Regions from separate parts of the Mus musculus genome. Here region 2 is linked to region 1. The links are chromatin contacts, called in public HiChIP or PLAC-seq maps. All regions are on one chromosome and are shown on one strand. The core of a region is the stretch at or near the end of the contact, and the rest is flanking DNA. Distances in the headings are between cores, read along the strand shown.

What was found. HiChIP or PLAC-seq counts read pairs in DNA pulled down with a chosen protein or histone mark.
Region 2: an H3K27ac HiChIP or PLAC-seq map of extraembryonic endoderm stem cells shows a contact between it and region 1, with 4 times the contacts expected there. The contact joins two enhancer-like sites. A contact is called at or near these places in 3 of 115 datasets of contacts at active chromatin or transcription factors (embryonic stem cells, extraembryonic endoderm stem cells and trophoblast stem cells) and 1 of 9 other capture datasets (embryonic stem cells).

Annotation. Positions count from the first base shown.
Region 1 is chr6:37,397,839-37,400,538 of GRCm38.p6, forward strand. The region is part of intron 1 of Creb3l2 (cAMP responsive element binding protein 3-like 2); the gene reads right to left. Among named protein-coding and RNA genes, the nearest start is that of Gm33275, 19 kb to the right of the region's middle. Within about 2 kb of position 1,258, at least 85 of the 459 cell types and tissues checked have an H3K27ac peak or open chromatin away from gene starts, as enhancers often do. A contact at or near this core is called in extraembryonic endoderm stem cells, where this site is marked.
Region 2 is chr6:38,086,165-38,088,971 of GRCm38.p6, forward strand. It overlaps Atp6v0a4 (ATPase, H+ transporting, lysosomal V0 subunit A4), which reads right to left. Exons shown (of 21, transcript NM_080467.3): 5 at 2,449-2,574; 6 at 1,766-1,860. Among named protein-coding and RNA genes, the nearest start is that of Tmem213, 22 kb to the right of the region's middle. Within about 2 kb of position 1,282, at least 7 of the 459 cell types and tissues checked have an H3K27ac peak or open chromatin away from gene starts, as enhancers often do. A contact at or near this core is called in extraembryonic endoderm stem cells, where this site is marked.

The sequences.
Region 1 (2,700 bases), core at 8-2,507:
TTGGCTACTGGTCGGGATCCTGTGGTTCAAGCCATTCCTGGTACTGTACTTTTCCCTTGATGTGACAGGTACCACACTAGACCAGTAGCTGTCCATCCCTTTCATATTTGTCTGTCATACCAAGTGAGTGTTCCTGAGCCCCTGACTCACCAGGGGACACAGAAAACCTGGCAACATCTCCCTCAAGATTAGAGGGGAAAAGAATCTAAGGGAATCTTCCTCTGTGTGTACTCTAGAACATTTGTGTTTAAAAGGAAGAAAGTCAATAGTGACATCAGGCTAAGGTGTTTACTGATGCAGAAGCCAGGGTACACGGACGATGTGATAACGGTTCGATTGGGAGTGATCCTCTCCAGGCAGAGCAGCTGGGAGACAAAGGTCGCTGTCTACACGATGATTCATTCATTTTATCTAGGAAGCCACCGAAGAGCTAGCTGTCCACTAAGGCCTAGCCACGGAAGCATGACGAGGAAAATGGCTAAATATATTATTTTAATAAATCTTTACAACAGACATATTAGTTAGTCAGTTTACCAATGAGAAAGTGTGAGCCCAGAAAAGATCTACAATGGGCCCAAAATTGTGCAGCTCAGAGAGGGGCAGAGACAGAAAATGAGCATCTATTTCCCTGAGTGTAAGAACCACATTTTCCCACGAGACCATCCTTCCGTGAAAAGTTAGAGTTCACAGCTAATTAATTCATCCTTCATGTTGAAGGCATGGGTGCAGCATGAACATCATGAGCACGTACAATTTTGAAATAAGTACATAGAGAACCATGTCTGTCTGTGTCGAGTGGGCAACATGAGCTACGATTTTCATGTACATCTATTCTTACCAAATGATAGTGAGCAAAGAAAGGGGCAAGACTCACTATCCAGGACAGTGGGCAAAATACTTGCCAATTATTTTAGGTAGAGGCAGGTATGATTCCAGTCAGCTTATAGCTGCACTGTTTTCTGGGCAGCTAGTCCACAGCACATGAAGCTCCCTCCTAAGTGAAAGGCAAATGACTGCCCTCAACCTTCCTAAGACATATGGGGCTGTTTCTTACCTACCTCGGCCTTTTCAGCTACCTCCTCCTCGGGCTTTCAAGAGTTGGCTCTGTGAATAGAGCTGCATTCATGGCAAGCCACTTACCATACTGTCAACCATGTAGCACCAGTCAGGAGGACAGTGGGACACACTGTACTACCCACAGACTCCGTATTTGTGACTCATTTGCTTGCTAGGGTTTACTTGCCACCCCCCCTCCCAGTGGGAGTCTCTTGCGAGTCTGTGCAAAGCACGGAAAACTGAGGTCACTGCTGCTCAGGCTCCGGGTGCCAGCAGCCTGACTCCATCCTCACACCGGAAACGGTGTCCTCTGCGGGGTCTGTTCAGTGTCGTGTTTACACATCTGTGCACTGTCGATGAGTCAGTCTGCTGTTTGAAGCAGCTCCAGGCACAGTTGTGAGGTGCCTTTGCTCCCCAAAGCAAGGAGATGATGACGTGCCTCACAGAAACCATCCTTAGGCTAGATAAGTGCCATCCAAACAAGGTATGGTGCTCTGGACCGTAGTCCAGTGTAAACAAGCCAGCAGAACTCATTGAATGAGGTGTCCCTAAACAGATGCACACACTATTAAGACTATGTATCAACTGGCTGATAAAAATGCTGGCATGAGAGGCTTATGAGAATCTTCACATTTCTCTCCTCTGCTATTAGATAGTTCAATGACTTTGTGGGACTTGCTATTTTGCAAATAGCAAGAAGCGATTACAGGGAAAATCTACATATCCTTATTGTCATTTCTGTGACTAATACCCTGCTAGGCGTCCCCCCCCCCAAAGGCAATTAAGACCATCTGGGAAACTTGGACATAGTTTGTTGTCTAAGCCCTGCACATCCTCTGCGTCTGGATTTCTATCTCTTCCATGATGCACCTCCTTCCCCATCTCCTGGCTGTTGATTCCAAACCCCTCCCAGGCCCCCAGCAGCCCATATCAAAAGCCAGCTCCAGAAGTCGGTGCCTATGCCTACCCTGGGGTCACAAAACCGTTTTATCATCCACATTTGCTCTTGTCATTATCTGAAATTAACATTTATCTGTTCTGGACTTTATTATCTGACTCCTACTTTGTTGACTGTTTGACAGTGACCCTACCCCACCTATAAGGGAAATTCTGCGAGTAGGAGGTGCTTAGTCAATATTTGCTGACTTTACCAACACTATCCTTTCCTGGCATCTCTTTCTCCTTTGACCCCAGGTCCGGCCACAATCATTTAGTTCCCTGCCCAGGAGTTTAAGAATCCTTGAATCATTTAATAAGAACTTTGAAGGTGTGCCCACTGGTGTCTCTTGACTCCATCATGATTTGTTTCCTGGGAAGTAACAGAATTCAGGGTTAGGGAGTTTGTCCCTCTAAGTCACTGTAACTGCTTTTAAAAGAGGATTAGCTCCTAGTGTTGCTCTGCTGAAAACCTGCGTATCACTGGGCTGATTGATGGCCACTCCATATAACACATTCCCGCATCATGACCAACTTGGGGCACCCACCTTCTCCCGTCACACACACTCAAGCCTGGCTGAGCTCCGAGTAGCTGGCAGATGAATAATGGTGTCTGAAATTTTTCTGTTGGTTTTGCTAATGTTCTTTAAAAAGGGCCAGCAATTTACAACACAGAGTCTCCATGGAGGGAAGTTGTGGAAGAGGAAG
Region 2 (2,807 bases), core at 32-2,531, 690 kb after region 1:
AGGCCACACACGTCCCAGCTCCAGCTTGCCCATATCTTATTAGATTGTCTATTTTCTTAATCATTACAATTCTATTTATACTATATATATATATATATATATATATATATATATATATATGTATATATATATATATATATAACATTATATAATACTATATATTATGTAGTATATATCATATGTATTATATATGATAGACCTTTTTATGGTGTGGTAGCCAATGTCAGTAAATGTTCAATGGTCTCGACACATTTTTATCTTTAAAAAGCAATCCCTTAGGAAACACACATTAGCCAGGCGGTATAGCACATGCTACATGCTTTGATTGCAGTACTCAGGAGCGAGGAGCAGGTGGATCTCTAAGTTTGAGTCCAGCCTAAAGAGCAAGTTCCAGAACACCCAGGGCTAAACAAGAAAGTCCTGTCTTGAAACACACACACACACACACACACACACACACACACACACACACACACTGAACACATGGATGTCCAGGTATCCTGGTACATAGATAACTGCTAGCCTAAACATCTGACATGGTCTTCAAACTGTAACTTTTCAATGTTTTATTACTTTAGATGACATTGAGCTTGCGTTATCTTTGGGTAAAATATTTATATAAACATTACCTTCTTTCCATTTCTAATTTTGTGAGGGTTTTTGTTTTGCTCTGTTTTTGTTTGTTTGCTTGTTAAATGGGATTTCTCTGTGTAGCCCTGGCTGTCTTGGAGCTCACTACGTGGACCAATCTGGCCTTGAACTCATGGAGATTCACCTGTTTCTGCCTCCTGAGTGCTGGGGCTAAAGGCGTGCACCAACAAGCCCGGCTCCATTTCAAATTTCAATAGGTTCTCAATATGTACTGAATAAAAGATTAGGGACCTCCAACCACACTGTTCATAAATACCTTCATCTATCTCACAAGAGCACTGAATGCAATCCCATGTTGAATTGCCAAATATTCTCAAAAGTATGTATGCTGTATTAGTATCATATATTTAGAGTTGATTTGCCTGCTCAATCCTGTCATTTCCGAGGACACTTGAAAACTCCAAGTACATTTTATCAAACATATCTACCTCCTAACTTTATCCCAAAGCTAGGGAAGAGTTGCATATAAAGAATGAACAGAGACTCCTCATGGGGGCCATGTACAGGAACTCTCCAAGCTTAAAAACATGCCTATCATCGTGAGCAAGGGGCACTCCCTCCCCCACCTCACTGCAGAGAGAATCTCTTGTGTGATGTATGGAAGCATCGCCTGTCAATCAAATGCTGTTGGCCAATGAGCTTAGGCAGGAAAGAGGAGGTGGAAGTTCTGGTATAGAGAGAGAGGATTCTGGGATAGAGTCAGGCTCAGAGGATTCACCCAGGAACACGGAAGAGGAGACACATGGAACCTATTCAGAGTAACGTGCCATGTGGCTGAAACTTACATCAGAATAAACAGGCTATTCATTGATGAGCTAGCTAGAGAACAAGCCAAAGCTTGTGGCCAAGGTGTTTGGGAATATGTTTTGGATTTCAGAGTTGTTTCTCTGGGAGCTTGGGGTGTGGGAGGAGAACCATGCACCGCACCAGCCTTGTGTGTTACTCCTGGGTCTGTTTCTTTGTAGAGCCCTGTATTCATTTACAGGCTGTTCCACACCCAGGAGCTCATTGTTCACTGATTGGTCAGTCCGGGAGATTGATCACATTCCAGACGTCGAGTGAAAGACCAAGCACCTATCCACACCCAGTTCTCAGGGCATGGAGATATACTAACCCCAACTTTCCAGTCATGAAGGCAGGTATGGTTCTTAGCTCCAAGAGACCCGAAGTGTCTTCAACAAAGAAATCTTCACCTAAGTTGGTTTCTGTCTGAAAGACAAAACACCGGCCTGTCAAACACAGGACAACATAGAAGCCCCTGAACCCCTGGGTTTGCTCTGTTTCTAAGGAAGCTTTAATCTTCTACAGATGTCAACACAAATGAACAGGCAGAGAGCTCCTTGTCAGGATACCCGCCCCCATCCCACACCCCCACACCTTCCAACACAACCACAACAACCTTCCCACCCCAAGCCTAAGTTTGCTCAAACCCAGACCTCTCTAGTTCTGACTCTCCTTCCCCTAGGCCATACTTGTATTTTCTTAATTGAGACAGGGTCTCATTATGCTACCCTGGCTGGCCTGGAACATGATCTATAAGCCAGCCCTACCCCTGCCTCCCAAGTGCTAGAACTGAAGGCATGCACAATTATACCCAACCTGAGAGCAACAATATTTTTTAATTCAATTGAGCCCGCATCACTGCTACTGTACCTGTCATATTTCCCTTCACTGATAGCTTGACTATGAGGCAAGAAACAAAGTATTTTATCCTTAGGCCAGACCAGTCAGTTTTCAAAATAGGAACTTAAGACTCAGAGAATAGGGCCCTTTATCAACCCCACCCCAAGAAAATACCTCAAAAAAGTCCTGGGTTTTCTTTAGGAGGTATTTGAGCTCTGTCAGTTCCAGAAAGCTCTTCTTCAAAGCCTGGTGGCTCTGGTTGGCTTCCTGCAGCTCTCCTTCCAACTTCTCTAGAGTCGTCTGCAAGGGAGGAAAAAAACGAGCCAGGTAAAAAGTGTTGTGACATTTCTTCTATACGTTAACCAATTAACCAGTAGCCACAGTCACTAACCAGCCATCAAAGAGGCAGTCCCCATGTCAGAGCATAGCTGAAGCTGTGCCCTGTTCTGCTGCAAACCATGCTTTCCTGTAGAACATAGTGAAAGCCAGTGTCCAGATGCAGACAATGCAAAAACACCTTGAGGAGTGGAAGA